Linked DNA regions of Sus scrofa: region 1 is linked to region 2. A link is a contact called in public Hi-C data. All regions are on one chromosome and are shown on one strand. The core of a region is the stretch at or near the end of the contact, and the rest is flanking DNA. Distances in the headings are between cores, read along the strand shown.

Region 1 (2,916 bases), core at 397-2,896, 110 kb after region 2:
TTCATTCACAGATTTACCACCTCAAAAACACGTTTCTCCAACATTCTATACTTTTTTGTTTAGTATCTATTCCATGCAAAGCTCTACATTAAATGCTATTTCACAGTGGATTATATTTATTTTATGCTTACTGACCCTGTACTTTTCCTGTGATCCTAGCATATTGCCAAGAATGACGGTGAACATAACCTATTAGCCCATAAATCCCATGATAACCTCTGGAACTTCCTCATAAATATGTATATCATTGATCTACCAGCTATTTGGTAAACTTTAGAAAGGTTAAGACATATTTGACTCCACGGTTTTACCTCCAAAAACACCAGGGTGGATGCCATATGCTCGAATAGTTTATTTACATCTGAATTATCATTTTGTTCTACAACGTTTTGTGCCTATACCATCACTTGACATACACCATCTGGCTGGGAATCTATGAAAATAATTTAAGTGTCCAGCATCTTATGTGCGATGCCATTGCTGAAGTGTCTCAGAGACACTAGGAAAAAATCATGTGTGAAAGAAAAGATGCCACTAAAAGGAAAGGAAGTCAAAGCTAAGGTTAAAAAAATGATCATAATTTGGAAACTTCCAAAAACCAGTATATCTTCATTTACTAATCAGAAATTAATGGATTTAATTGAGTAATAGGAAAGTCTCTTCATTGTGTAGAACGTATATTAATCAGAATTATCTTGGAAAAGTGGAGCTTCTGCCATATGGTTCAGCAGAGATAAGTTAATACAGGGAACCAGTCATAAAAGTGTTGGAAAAATTGAGAGGCTAAACAAAGGACAATGAGATAACCCAGAAATCCACAACAGCAGGAAGTTGCAATACCATATTATCAAAACCCAGAAGTCAGAGCACCAAGGCAGAAACTGGAAACTCAAAACACCCACTAGGTGTTCCCATCGTGGCTCAGTGGTTAATGAATCCGACTAGGGACCATGAGGTCACGGGTTTGATCCCTGGCCTCACTCCGTGGATTGGGGGTCCAGCATTGCCGTGAGCTGCGGTGTAGTCGCAGACATGGCTCGGATCCCGAGTTGCTGCGGCTCTGGCATAGGCTGGCAGCTATAGCTCCAATTAGACCCCTAGCCTGGGAACCTCCATATGCCATGGGTGCAGCTCTGGAAAAGACCAAACTAACAAACAACAAACAAAACACCCCCTGATGTAATACCCTGGCTTCACCTTTTCTTTTTTCTTCTAGTCTCCCTCCTGGGTTCTACATCTGTGAAAAATAGACAGAAACCAGTTGGCAAGGAAGCTTGGGAAATACAATCTAGAGGGGAAGGCTTGCTGGGATTTAGAGCAGAGCAGAGGAAGCAAATAAGGAATCTCAGACCCAATAAGCAAGTGGATGGCACGGTGCACCAGCAAAGAACTAGAATTCTGCAGTGAAGAGGCTACTTCTCTGCTTGTGGAAGATTGCCCAGTGCCTCCGTCTCTCCAGATATTCACATTTCTTGCCCTTAAAACTAGTCTCTCCCATGAACAGATCCCCACACCAGCCCCAGACCACTTGTACTTCCCACTCCTAATCTCTGTGTGCACCTTGACCAATGTCACTCACATTTCATCATCTTTGTCCATGGAGGTTGATCTAGACTTTGACCAGCTTTGAACTCTATGTGCCTCTTCAACAGCTCTGGACTTTGAGCCAATATCAAGACTGGTGACCTTTGCCCAATCCCATGGATCTGTCTATACTTCCCAATTCCAGTTGTTCTTTCCCAAAATCAGTTTGGGAAGCCATAAATAGATGTTTAAGTCTATTAAAGTCATAATGGTCGCTAAAGTCCTGACTAAAAATGTCATGTACATCTATCGGATATTGGGAAGAGCAAGGAGGGAGGGAGCTAAATCTTCATCTGATGTGGGAGGTTAATATGTAACATTTCAAGTTGATAAATCAGGATGATGGTATATGAGCATATAAATTAGAGACCTGGAAATAAGCACCAAAACTTAAAACAGAAACAAATATGATGTTTTCTTTTGGGCTGTGGGGCTGCAGAGGAAGGGGTAAAACAAGGGTTCATTGCTTTCCATTATAAATACTTCCGTATTTTTTTATTTGTTTTAAACCATTATAGATTCTATACTCAGATTTTGCACTTACTGTTCCCTCTACCTGGAATACTCTTCCTCCAAATCTACATGGTTGTTTCCCTCATTTCCTCTGGGCTTTCCCTGAGCCCCCTATTTAAAATAGTGGCACCCATCTCCCCATTCTGTGCTTTATTTCTCTTCAGATACCACTTATCACTATTGAACATTCTATATAATTTTCTCATTCATTTTTTTCCTTTTCTGTCTGCCTCAATTACAATATAAATCTTCATAAAAGCCAGAGTCTTGTTTTGCTCACTGGTAAATACCAGCACCTAGAACAGTGGCTGGTAGTGTTCAATGACTGTATGAAAAAATTGTGTGTGTGTGATTATGTGAAAAAAAAAATTCAGTGACCAATAATAAGTGTTTTAGAAAAATCCTCACTTCTTTTTTTTTTTTGCTTGTTTGTTCTTACTTTGTGATTTTTCACAGTGAGATAATTCTTGGAAGATAGACTATACCAGAGGTTTTCAAAGTGGGTTACCCTTTTTTACACTTGTCCTTCAGAGGTTCCTTTGAGTTCAACCTAATGAAGCATCAGGATGGTCCAAGACATCATTGGGAAAAAGGAAAGGAGCTTTGCTAGCAGAACACTTCCTCACCCTTAATGTGCAGCCAAGAAAAGAAGCTTTAAAATGAGGGCAAGTTCCCTGAGAAAGGACATAACCAAAAGAACGTAATGTCTTAATGAGTGGTGGGTTTTGTTTGTATTCCTAAAATAAAATTTTCAATTATTTAAATCCAAAGAGTTAAAGAATTAGAGATTAAACAGCCTTGTTAACATACAGGCTGTAC
Region 2 (2,999 bases), core at 479-2,978:
TCTAATGAATGAAGTAAAGTAATGATACGTGACTTCAGAGATGAAGTTATAAAAAATACTATGGCTTTCACCTCATACACACTGTCTTAGTTGCTCCTGCTGGAGGAAGTTAGTTGTCAATCAAAAGGGCACTAAGCAGTGTATGGAGAGATTCATGTGGCAAGAAACTGCCAACAGCCATGTGAGCAAGCCATCTTGGAAGAATGTCCTACAAACCCAGTCTAGCCTTCAGATGATTGCAGCCCCTGCCAACATCCAAACACATGAGAGACCTGAGCTAGAACAACCAGATAAGCTGCTTCTGAATTCCTGACCCACAGAAACTGTGAGATAATGAATGTTTGCTGTTATAAGCCACTAAATTTTGGTGTAATTTTTTATACAATGAAAGAAAAATAATATGCTCTTTTATTTCCCTAAGTAATAATGACAAGTCCTTATTCTGTGTCACCATTTTAAAAGCATTAAATATCAATGCTCATTTAATCCTCACAACAACCCTATAGAGACCAATCTTAGCCTTTCTTTACACAGGAAGAAATTGAGGCACAGAAAAGCAAGGTAATCTGCCCAATAAAAAACAACTCTCTGAACCCAGGCAACCTTACAGGGACTACTCGTAACTTTTTATACTATACTATCTTCTGTGTGTGTGTGTGTGTGTGTGTGTGTGTGTGTGTGTGTGTGTATTGTGATGCAGAGGCCTTGGTGTACTGTGTGGTATGCACATAGAAAAAGTATGTAAGATATATATCAAACTGTTGACTGCAATTACTCCTGGAGACAAGTAGAACTGGAGAGAGAGAAGGAAAAACAGAAATTCTCATTTTCTTCCTCAACCAATTTCTGTATTGTTTCAAGTTTCATAATAAAAATGATATAATAAAAATGGTGCTGTAGAAGTGAATCTGACTGGTATCCGTGAGGATGCAGTAGGTTCCATCCCTGGCCTTGCCCAGTGGGTTAGGGATCCGACATTGCTATGAGCTATGGTGTACATCTCAGACAAGGCTCAGACCCCACGTTGCTGTGGCTGTGGTATAGGCCAGCAGCGGCAGCTCCAATTCAACCCCTAGCCTGGAAACCTTCCGTATACCGAAGGCACAGACCTAAAAAGAAAAAAAAAAAAAAAGTTATAATGTAATATGTAATTAAAATTTTAACAGAGCTGGTAACAGATGCATGCTGTTCAAAGAAATGAAATGCTAGGGCAAGAATAGGCACATCTGACCAAATGCAAGTAATCAGCCATGGATCCATTTGGGAGTGACCCAGATTGGCCCCTTTTGTGGATGTGCAGGGGGAGGTGAGCTCTTCCAAACCCCTCCGCCTTTAGCCCAGGGTCTCCCCCATTTCCCACAGTCCATGAAGCACGTAGAAGGTATGCTCTCCCTGAACCAAAGAGTTGTCTCCATACACGCCCAGAAGTCCTGCCACCTCTTCCACACGTGGTGCCCACATGCTTGTCAGGATATGACCCATGATGCCTTATCTGGGGACCATGAGTAGGACACTTGGCCAGGAGCCAGGGAAGCTATTCTCAGTCTGGACCTGAGCCTGGTTCGGGAATAGACTGAGGGCAGAGTGTTTGGGGTTTCTCCCCTCGTGACTGGAAGGATCATGCGGCCGGTGTGCTCCCTGACACTGTCCTTGTCCTCACTGTGGGCAAGATATATTTAGCACCTGGCTTGTGCCAGAGTTGTCACTGGAACCTCACCGCCTTGGTGACTCCAGGGCACTAGTCACAGCCTAATCCCATCTATTTTTATAAGCTCAGTCTGTGGAGTGGTGATAAGTGTTATCTTTCTGATGCAAGACAGGATCAGATGGGCTGCCCCAGTGGCCTGTTGCAGTCTGTGCACCAGATGATGAATGGCCTTGAGCTCCTGATATGTGAAAAGTCACACCACCACCTACCCCCTGCCTGATGGCTGTGAGGAGGTAGGAGATTTTCCCAGCTTTAGGAACGAGGCTGTCACACGTGACTGCCAGACATTGATCAATATGGCCACAAAGAAGGCTTTTTCCTCATTGCTAAAGGGAATCAGGGCTTAGATAACAAAATCTCCTAAAAGTCTCCATTGCTTGAGCAACAATCACAGCAGATTGCATTAATCAATCCCAGTGATTTTTTTTTTTCTACTGAACCCTCAAAATATCCACGGGAAACCATCCCTGGAAGCCTCTACTAATCAACACAAGTTCCTCCCTGTGATGAAAACTTTGGGCTGGAGGGACTGAGAAAGACAGAGGTGGAGACTTGATTAGGGAAGAAAGTGCAATGGTGCTGAGTTCAGAGGGGGCAGTAAGGTGAGGAAGCCTGGATTCATCACAAGGGCAGGAGGAATCAGGCTGAACGCTAATGAAGACACTGGGCACAAGACAGAATTAGAAGGACTGCTTTTATTGGGTAACTCTGGGTAAGTCCCTTCGCTACTCCAGTCCTCAAAGTACTGCCTGTAAAGTGGACCAGAAGCCTCTATGACCACTTCTAATTCTGACATCCCACAATTCATGATATTTACTATAGCATGGAGTTCAGTGACTGCCAGGTTCAGTGTCCCTTAGTTTTCAGGGCCATGTGACTGCTGGTGACTCCCCAGTATCCCTTTTCCTTCATTAATAGGACCCCAGTTTTTAGCTGAGCAACTGACCCAATTTCCCAGATACCCAGAAATGTAACTATGTTCTATCCAAAGATTTGTAAGTGACAGTGTCATATGGAATTTGGGGGAACTCTCCTTAAAAAGGAAGAGACCGATGTAATAGATGACATACTCTCTGCCTTCAAGTTGCTTTTACTCTAGTTTGAAAGAGAGAAATGAAACACTGAAACAATTAAAATACAAATGACAAGCGACATACACACTTTTGTCTTTCACCAGTTCTAGATGTTTCATTCAGTGTTCTGGGAGGAAGAAAGCAATTGGAAAAACCTTATTACCCATTTGTACCTGCTGAATTAATCAGATACAAAATTCAACCTCAAGATGCTTCCC

What was found. Hi-C and Micro-C count contacts between places; a contact is called where the count stands out from the background.
Region 1: a contact with region 2 is called in a Hi-C map of liver, with 8 times the contacts expected there. The contact joins two enhancer-like sites. A contact is called at or near these places in 3 of 47 Hi-C or Micro-C datasets (epiblast stem cells, liver and skeletal muscle).

What each region holds. Positions count from the first base shown.
Region 1 is chr14:103,342,560-103,345,475 of Sscrofa11.1, forward strand. No RefSeq gene overlaps it. Among named protein-coding and RNA genes, the nearest start is that of TNKS2, 52 kb to the right of the region's middle. Within about 2 kb of position 1,647, at least 3 of the 83 cell types and tissues checked have an H3K27ac peak or open chromatin away from gene starts, as enhancers often do. A contact at or near this core is called in liver, where this site is marked.
Region 2 is chr14:103,231,158-103,234,156 of Sscrofa11.1, forward strand. No RefSeq gene overlaps it. Among named protein-coding and RNA genes, the nearest start is that of PPP1R3C, 46 kb to the right of the region's middle. Within about 2 kb of position 1,729, at least 7 of the 83 cell types and tissues checked have an H3K27ac peak or open chromatin away from gene starts, as enhancers often do. A contact at or near this core is called in liver, where this site is marked.